Linked DNA regions of Mus musculus: region 1 is linked to region 2. A link is a contact called in public Hi-C data. All regions are on one chromosome and are shown on one strand. Each heading gives the region's core, a stretch centred on a gene start, on an enhancer-like site or on the middle of the called end of the contact. The rest is flanking DNA. Distances are from core to core; before and after follow the strand shown. Region 1 has its middle 280 kb from the start of 1700019L22Rik. Region 2 overlaps 1700019L22Rik (a long non-coding RNA gene).

Region 1 (3,975 bases), core at 304-2,803, 900 kb before region 2:
AGTGACATCCTGCTTAACAACTAACATCAATAAATAGGCAAGATCTTTTTTTCTTGTCGTATTATCCATAACCAAAATTCAGGAAGGTTACACATCACTCACAGTGAAATTATCTTGTCACTATGGCCTTAAAAAGAACTTTAGAAGTAAATTTCTACATCTCCCAAGCCTCACTAAGCAAAATCAAACAGAAGTAATTTAATGATGGCTAGCGACTTATAAACTCCAAAAGCATCAATCATTCTTTGTAATCAGGCCAATATAATGACTAAAACATTTTATACTAAATAGAAGTAAAATTATTGTTAATAGAAATATTATTTCACATAGGCTCATTCTAGCCAAATAAATGCACAGAAACTATTTTCATGCATAGTGCGTATATAACAGATCTGAAACCTGTAAGAAGGAAAACACAGAAGGTGAAAGTGGGAAAGACTCAAAATGTTTTAAGTAGTCACTTACATATTAAAGAAACCAAGGTTGATGTAACAGAGTAACTTGTCAGTACAAATTGTCTTTCCCTCATTAAATGCAAACCATCTTATTCACATTTTAATCCTGTTCTGCCTTTTGATTTAAAGTGCAAAATAGCTATAGTGGATATTTTAAAAAGATATCCAGCTTGCATTTTTAAAAATAGACAAAGTTCAGGGCACAGACTGAAGGAAGGACCATCCAGAGACTGCCCCACCTGGGGAGTCATCCCCAAAACAACCACCAAACCCAGACACTGTTGTGGATGCCAACCAGAGCCTGCTGACAGGAGCCTGATATAGCTGTCTCCTGAGAGGCTCTGCCAGTGCCTGACAAATACAGAAGTGGATGCTCACAGTCATCCATTAGAAGGAGCACAGGGTCCCCAATAAAGGAGCTAGAGAAAGTTCCCAAGGAGCTGAAGGGGTTTGCAGCCACCTAGGAGGAACACTAATATGAACTAACCAACACCCCCAGAGCTCCCTGGGACTAAACCACCAATCAAAGAAAACACATGGTGGGACTCATGGCTCTAGCTGCATATATAGCAGAGGATGGCCTAGTCAGTCATCAGTGGGAGGAGAGGCCTTTCTTCCTGCGAAGGCTCTATGCCCCAGTATAGGTGAATTCTTGGGCCAGGAAGTGGGAGTGGGTGGGTTGGGGAGCAGGGGGAGGGGAGAGAGGATAGGGGATTTTCGGAGGAGAAACTAGGAAAGGGGATAACATTTGAAATGTAAATAAAGAAAATATCTAATAAAAAAATCCTTATTGTTACTCTTCCATAGCCTAGGCTATACTCAAAAAGTTTTCTTGGCCATCTTGGCTGTTTTCCAGATCCATGACCACAGAGAAATCAAAAGCCCCTTCAGCATCAAATGCTAATTTCTTAATTCTAAAGCGCAAACTCATTGTGTTTGATTAACACTGTAAGGCTTGTAACATAAATCATTCACCAGAATCTTTTAATTTCAGCCAGTAAAAAACTAGCTGGTTTGTTTTGTGGCAACCATGAGAGTGGTGACTGCATTAATGAGCACATAGTTTTATCAATAGCTTTTGAAACATAGTTTGTCAAGTGTTTTTTAAATGATATTTATGTTTAAGGTCCTCCATCATTCTTCACTAAAGAAGAAAATATAAATTTCCCATCAAAGGATGAATGAGTCACTGTAATGTATGTGATGAAACATATGGCAAAATATCCCATTTATACTACAAGAAGCAACATTCTTTGAAAATTTGAATTAATGTTTTAAAGATTGTAGAAGTTATAAGAAAGATTATTGGCTAGAGTCATTATGAAATATTGTTTGCATATTTAAAAATGTTATTTACTGAATAACTGATAATCACTTTAGGGAAATAAAATAATCAAAATATATACACAAATAAAATAATCAAAATATATACACAGAAACTTTTTTACAATATAAAGTTCAATTGCTCATAGAAATACTAATAATATAGTTTATAAATCATATATGTTCATGGACTATTTCCTCTATATATAATTTATATATGCCTATTAAATTCATCTATAATGAATATGCCTGTATAAATTCAATTAAGATTAGGAAACTATTTTAACTTAGTCTAACATTTAAAATAAGAAATTGAAAGACAAATTTTCTGTTTATGACAAATCTAATGACATTTTTAATTTGCTATTTTTAAAATATTGATTTACAAAATTAAAGTAACAAAGAAAAGGTCAATACATTTTTTGGAAAGTCAAGACAATGTGGTGTAATATTGTTTTTTCTGTAGGGATATTCCTTCATACATAATTATGTAGAATCACCATAATTATACAATACATGTAAAACAATGGTTGTAAAAAATTATAGTTCATTAGAATCACCTGAAGGACTTGTTAAGACAGATTGTTTTTCAACAGGCCTGGGTGGAAGCCTCAAAATTAACATTTCTGTTAAGCTCGCAGATGATGTTCAAGCTATGAATCTCAGGAGCACATGTTCAGAACCACTGGAAAGTTGACCCTGTGCAACAGTATAGATGTTGATGTATTATTCAGTGTTTTCCAAAGAAGCAGAGTCAATAGAATAGACCAGATAAATAGACTGATTATAGTTATGCAGATAGATAGATAGATAGATAGACAGACAGACAGACAGACAGATAGATGTGGATGAATAGGTGCTAGAAAATTCATTGTGACATATTGAATGAATTGATTACATAGTAAATGAGATACAGTGTTCTTTTGTCTAAATGAGGGATATGCCAAGATTCTAACTGTGTGAACATCCCCTTCACACCTGAAATCCCCCAAATGAGGAACACTAATAAAAACAGTGAGAAAAGATAATGCTCTATCTCAGAGAATAGAAACTGATTCTGACTTTCTTCATGTCTTCTGTCTTGCACTCACAGGACTGAATAATGTTATCACTTAATGGTAAAAGAGAAATTTTACTTACTCACTACACCCATACAAAGAGCAATCCCTTTTAGAGTTACTCAAACACACAATGAGCTCTATGAATTTTTGTAGTTAAACAAACAAAAAAAAGGTGACTATAAAAGGCAACAACTCTCTGTTTTTATATAATAATTATAAAGAGTTTTGATCAAATGGTAACTTTAGCTATAATTTTATTTTAGGCTGAAGAAGGAATATTATCTACAGTTCCGAGAAATTCTCCTTCCAGTCTGTGACTTAAATGTGGGTTACTGAGTGTTGCTCCTGTTATATGATGTCTCTAGCACAATGGTACCATTGCAAAAAGTAATTTGGTGACCTCAGCCTTTTTTCACATGCTTTGCTTTTTGGGCTCATGGTGGGTGGCAATTTGTTCTGTTGTACATTCCTGTTAGGAGGTACCACTTTTGAGAGGGACCTAAAATGATAGGTCATTGTCCCTGGACCACAACCTTGAAAACAAAAAACAGAAATAACACCCTCAGTATACTATTCCATAAAAACACAGATTTTGATATAGCAACATGAAAATAATGTAGTGGCTGATGTAATACTGTTATATGTAAAATGCACTATTTCTGATCACACATACACCTCAACTATTTAATACTGTCTGTCTAACAATTTTATACTAAGTTAGTTAATTTTCTATTCCTGTGATAAGACATTATAAACAAGGCAATACATTTTTTAAAAGTTTATTTAGGCTTTACAATTTCAAAAGCTTAGAGCCCATGAATGGCACAACAGGTTTCCTGGAAGCAGGTAGGCTGGCATGGCCAGGGGTGGGGCGGGCAGCATCTAATATCTAACCTAAGGAGGAAGAAACCTAAGGAAGAGCAAGAATCTAGGCATGGCTTGAGTAATTTGAAACCTTTAAGTAGACCTTCAGTGACACATCTACAATAAAGCTATACCTCTTATAAATATCTTCAATGTTTCCACAAACTAGGTACCAAGAAAGCAATATATGAGACTCTGAGAGCTACACTTATCTGAAACACCCCCCTCAGACAAAGATAGGTCATGTTTGAGTTACATGAAATATATTACAA
Region 2 (4,470 bases), core at 1,255-3,754:
ATGAAAAAGATGAAATCATGTATTTTTGAGAGAGGAAAGGCTCAGAAAAAGCATCACAATGTGTACATTTAGTTCCTCTAAGCTAAATAAGACTGAAAATGAATACACTGCAGTTTAAGGAAAACAAAACATGGAAAGGATCTCTGTCTCTGTCTCTGTCTCTGTCTCTGTCTCTGTCTCTGTCTCTGTCTCTGTCTCTGTCTCTATCTCATCTCTGTCTCTGTCTCTGTCTCTATCTCATCTCTACCTCTATATCTATATCTCATCTGTATCTATATCTATATATCTATCTATATCTACATCTATATCTAATCGCCATATATATATGGATATATATAGACCTTTTATTTTATTTTGTTTTATTTTTATTTCTATTTTTTACCCTCCATATTCCATTCCCGCCCCATCATCCAGCCTCCAACTGTTCCACGTCCCACACCTCCTCTGCACCCTACCCCATCTCCACATGGATGCCCCCAACTCCCACCCCACCTGACCTCTAAACTCCCTGGGGCCTGCAGTCTCTTGAGGGTTAGGTGCATCATCTCTGAATGGACACAGACCTGGAAGTCCTCTACTGTATGTGTGCTGGGGGCCTCATATCAGCTGGTGTATGCTGTCTGTTTGGTGGTCCAGTGTTTAAGAGGTCTCAGGGGTCCAGTTAAATTAAGACTGCTGGCCCTTCCTACAGGGTAGCCCTTCTCCTCAGCTGCTTTCAGCCTTCCTTAATTCAACAACGGAGGTCAGCGGCTTCTGTCCATTGGTTAGATCATAGAAGGGGAATTTGTTGGTCCACTGGTAACATTTGTCATAGAACATGTATTAAATGTCCACATTTTTTGCAATTACAAGTGAAGATATGTATGCAAGCTTTGATCTTTCACTAAATGTTTATGGAATTTCAAATGCATTTAAACATTTCAAGGGGGCCTCCCACCAGCTGTGTATCCTCAGATTATTAACTCAGTACTGAGTACTTCAGGCAGATTGTATCTTGCCTTGGGCCTAGTAGTGAACCTCCTTTTGGGAACGGCACTTTGGATCCTATTCTGGATTTTTTTCCTTGGGAGGTAGCAATTCTCCTCTAGTAAAATTGTGCTATGTAATCTCATCCTTAAAGCTTTCAGCCATCATGGAACAGGATAGAGGGGGGAAGTATCTGAGATACAGGATACAAGGAGCCATTCCTATGTCCAAAGCAAGTATTGCACTCATCTTATCATGGTGGTACTCTAATGAAGAAGAAAAAAACCTATTTACCTTTTTTAAAAAGAAAGTATATATCTTCTGTAGGGTTCAGTGAAGAAATAAGTCATTGCTCACCCACTGAGTGAGACTTCAATGTCAGTAAAATGGGCAGCATAGTTCTTTCATTCTCCCCTGACTCTATGTAACCTCTCACACAAAGAATAGAAATTAGCTTTTGCTGGGGCACCGTCATTGTGGAGGTGACAGACATGCTATAGAGCTATGACATGAGAACCATGAACTCTATGATACGCCAAGTCTTTCCTGTTACTTATGACCACCTGTCAAGTTTTCTAATACAATATCCTCCCAAATATTTCATTTATTTGTTTGTATGTTTGTTTATTTTTGTGTTTTGTTTTGTCCCGGACTGGGTTTCTCTGCTAGCATCCAACTCAGAGGTCTCCCGGCCACTGCCTCCTGATTACTGGGATATGTATAACCAACGCCTGGCTATTTCCAATTTCTTAATTATTTATGTAAAATAATTCACAAATTCGGTAGAAAAGACTCCACTACTTGTGTTTTAGTGGTTTCTTCCCCTTGATAAAGAAGTTAACAAATGCCAATAGGACTTTAGAGGGCTTTGCTTTCATGATGGTGTAGCTAAATATAATAATATATTTTTGTTCACGTATAAATTATTTCTTAGCAACTTTTCTGGCCAAGGAAATATGCTAATGTAAATGCTCACAGTTAACAACACAGATATGGGCTCTTCTCCAAAGAACTCTACAAGTAAAGACAAAACATGGATTTGAACAATGCCAAGCATTCTAAAGGCAATGAGAAAAAGTATATATAATGTGATTTTTTTTCTATATGATTGGAATAACTGGTACAGTAGTTACGATCAAGGAAGATTTCTCTTCTCCAGGGCAAATGATGTCTAAGTTCCCTAGGAGAGTGATTTCAAAGCACTCAGTGTTTTAGGAAAGGAAATGAGATGGAGCAGCAAGAGCTAACACTGTGAGGTGGCAAAGTGTTCGAGACATTTCAGGAAATAAAAATAAGCCCAATGTGCTTGAAATGCTGAAACAGGGGCAGAAAATTGGCTTAGACGTTGCTAGGCAGATAAGCACGAGCCAGATCAGACAAAGTCGAACAGAACAGATAAAGGCTTTGGATTTTTTTTTCCCAAGGGAACAAAGGAGGAGATCTCAGGGAGTAAAAAAGGGACTAAGAAGATTTGTGTTTTAAATAAATCCTTCTGACTGTAAAGATTAGATTAGAGACAATTCAGGACAATTGGTTAGGATGCCGAAATAAAACCATTGCTGCGCATGATTCTCATTACCGAAGGGCTTTGGAAGTTGGCATTGCTCTAAATAGCTGGAATCCTGAGATATCAAATTAGTACGATTAACAAAGATATATAAATTAATTGGATGAGTTTCAGGAAAGAACATAGATACAGCCCAGACTCCAGTGTGAGTGAATGCAGACCCACAGGCCTGACTGTGGCTTCTGATGTGTCCAGATGAGAAGAAATCTTCCCTAGGGAAATTGTTCATATTTCTACACAAATCTAGCATTCTTCTGTCATGGTGATCTTCTCAGGACTCTTTAGATGAAAGAACTTAATGAGATCCCATCCAGAATGGATCTATCTGGTGATTTCTCAGAAAATAAGTTCTTTAGTGATTTAATACATAGAAAAGCTTTCCCGAATCAACTGGAGATTTTGCGATTAGTTGTATTTTATTTCTATCTTGAGACAAAGTCTTGCTATGTATCCCGTGCTGGCCTGGAATAGGAGACAATTGTTTTGAAGGTTACCTTCAGTCATCAACTGAAGAACTTGGATGATCTGATAGAGCATGCAGATGTGTTTGCAAGGGAGCAGGAGATCTGTTCAAGACATGAATAATTGCTGCCTAGTTCCAGACATCCTGACTTCCCATAGACTGAGACCCAGATGCTTGTACCATTCCATTCTCTCCTGATTCTGCTATGTGTCTTTGACACCCGCCCCATCTGAAGGTGACTCACTCTGGTGGAAATGAAAAATGCAGCCTTCTGTAAATCAAGACATCTCCTTCTTTTGGGCTCTGTATCAGTTGTAGGACCTATGGGACTTAAATTTTATACATATTTCTACTATTAAAAAAGGCCTTATTTTATCACCTCTCTCGCACAAAGATTGTGTGGTAGTTGATACTTACCCTCTTCTACAGTGGAGGTTAAAAAATAGGGAAACTCACAAAGGACCATTGCCTGTTATTTACTCCTAATATTTACCTAGTTATATATATATATATATATATAGAGAGAGAGAGACATATATAGATACGTATATATTACATATATATAATATATGTAAAATATTATACACACACACATATATACACACACACACATATATATATATATTATATATATATATAATTTACCTAACATTAGAAATACAAGGTTAGAAATACAAGTATTAGCATGCAATTGCTTAAATTCTGTACCAGTATTAGAATCCTGTATTTGCACTTGTCTACTCTCAGCAGCAAATGATGAAAAGGATACAGCTTCCTTCATATTCAAAAGAATGGAATGGCCAGAAAATTTGTTCTTTTCAGTTCACTCTCATTTCATCACTACCGGGGGGATACTTTCGGGTACTGTGTATTTGAACGCTGATCCTGCACCCAGAGGTCTGGTGTCATTGCACTTTGGTATTGTCATGGTTAGGAAGCATTTCCTCACTGAGTATTTTATAAGACAGCCTTCTCTATCACCTCCGGAATGGTTAAATAGTGAGCCAAGCAGCCGAGGAGCCGAGAACTGGGCATGAGAGAATACGGAAAACTTCCATGTCCAGGCTGGGAGTGAAGGTCTCAAGTGTGCTAGGAGAGCTGCCATGAGGACACAGATGAAGAAGGAGACCCGGGTGAGACCAGGATGGTAGGTAATCAGCCACGTGGCTGGGAAGTAGGCAGGAAAGTAGGCCAGGCCAGCATAATTAGGTTAGAACAGTTCAATATCTGCCCAATTATATTGCCAGAACCTTAATACAAATGTCTCCTTTTACTATTTATAAGGGCAGGCCCAGAAAAGTCCCACACTTTTAAAATGAACCTATTTGTTCTCTTCAAAGAATAAAAAATAATGTTTTTTTTCTTCTTTTTGAGAAAGCATCTCAACCATGGCACAGCCTGTGCTTTAAAATTTTGATATGTAGCTCAGGCTAGCCTCAGACTTGCAGGATTCTGCCTGTCTATAACCATGACA

The links. A called contact is a pair of places that touch in the nucleus more often than the background predicts.
Region 1: a contact with region 2 is called in a Hi-C map of the N1E-115 cell line, with 8 times the contacts expected there. The contact joins two enhancer-like sites. A contact is called at or near these places in 1 of 484 Hi-C or Micro-C datasets (the N1E-115 cell line) and 1 of 115 datasets of contacts at active chromatin or transcription factors (astrocytes).

What each region holds. Positions count from the first base shown.
Region 1 is chr8:51,200,164-51,204,138 of GRCm38.p6, reverse strand. No RefSeq gene overlaps it. Among named protein-coding and RNA genes, the nearest start is that of 1700019L22Rik, 280 kb to the right of the region's middle. Within about 2 kb of position 1,553, at least 1 of the 459 cell types and tissues checked has an H3K27ac peak or open chromatin away from gene starts, as enhancers often do. A contact at or near this core is called in the N1E-115 cell line, where this site is marked.
Region 2 is chr8:50,298,380-50,302,849 of GRCm38.p6, reverse strand. All of the region lies in intron 5 of 1700019L22Rik (a long non-coding RNA gene), which reads left to right. Among named protein-coding and RNA genes, the nearest start is that of Gm2516, 67 kb to the left of the region's middle. Within about 2 kb of position 2,504, at least 5 of the 459 cell types and tissues checked have an H3K27ac peak or open chromatin away from gene starts, as enhancers often do. A contact at or near this core is called in the N1E-115 cell line, where this site is marked.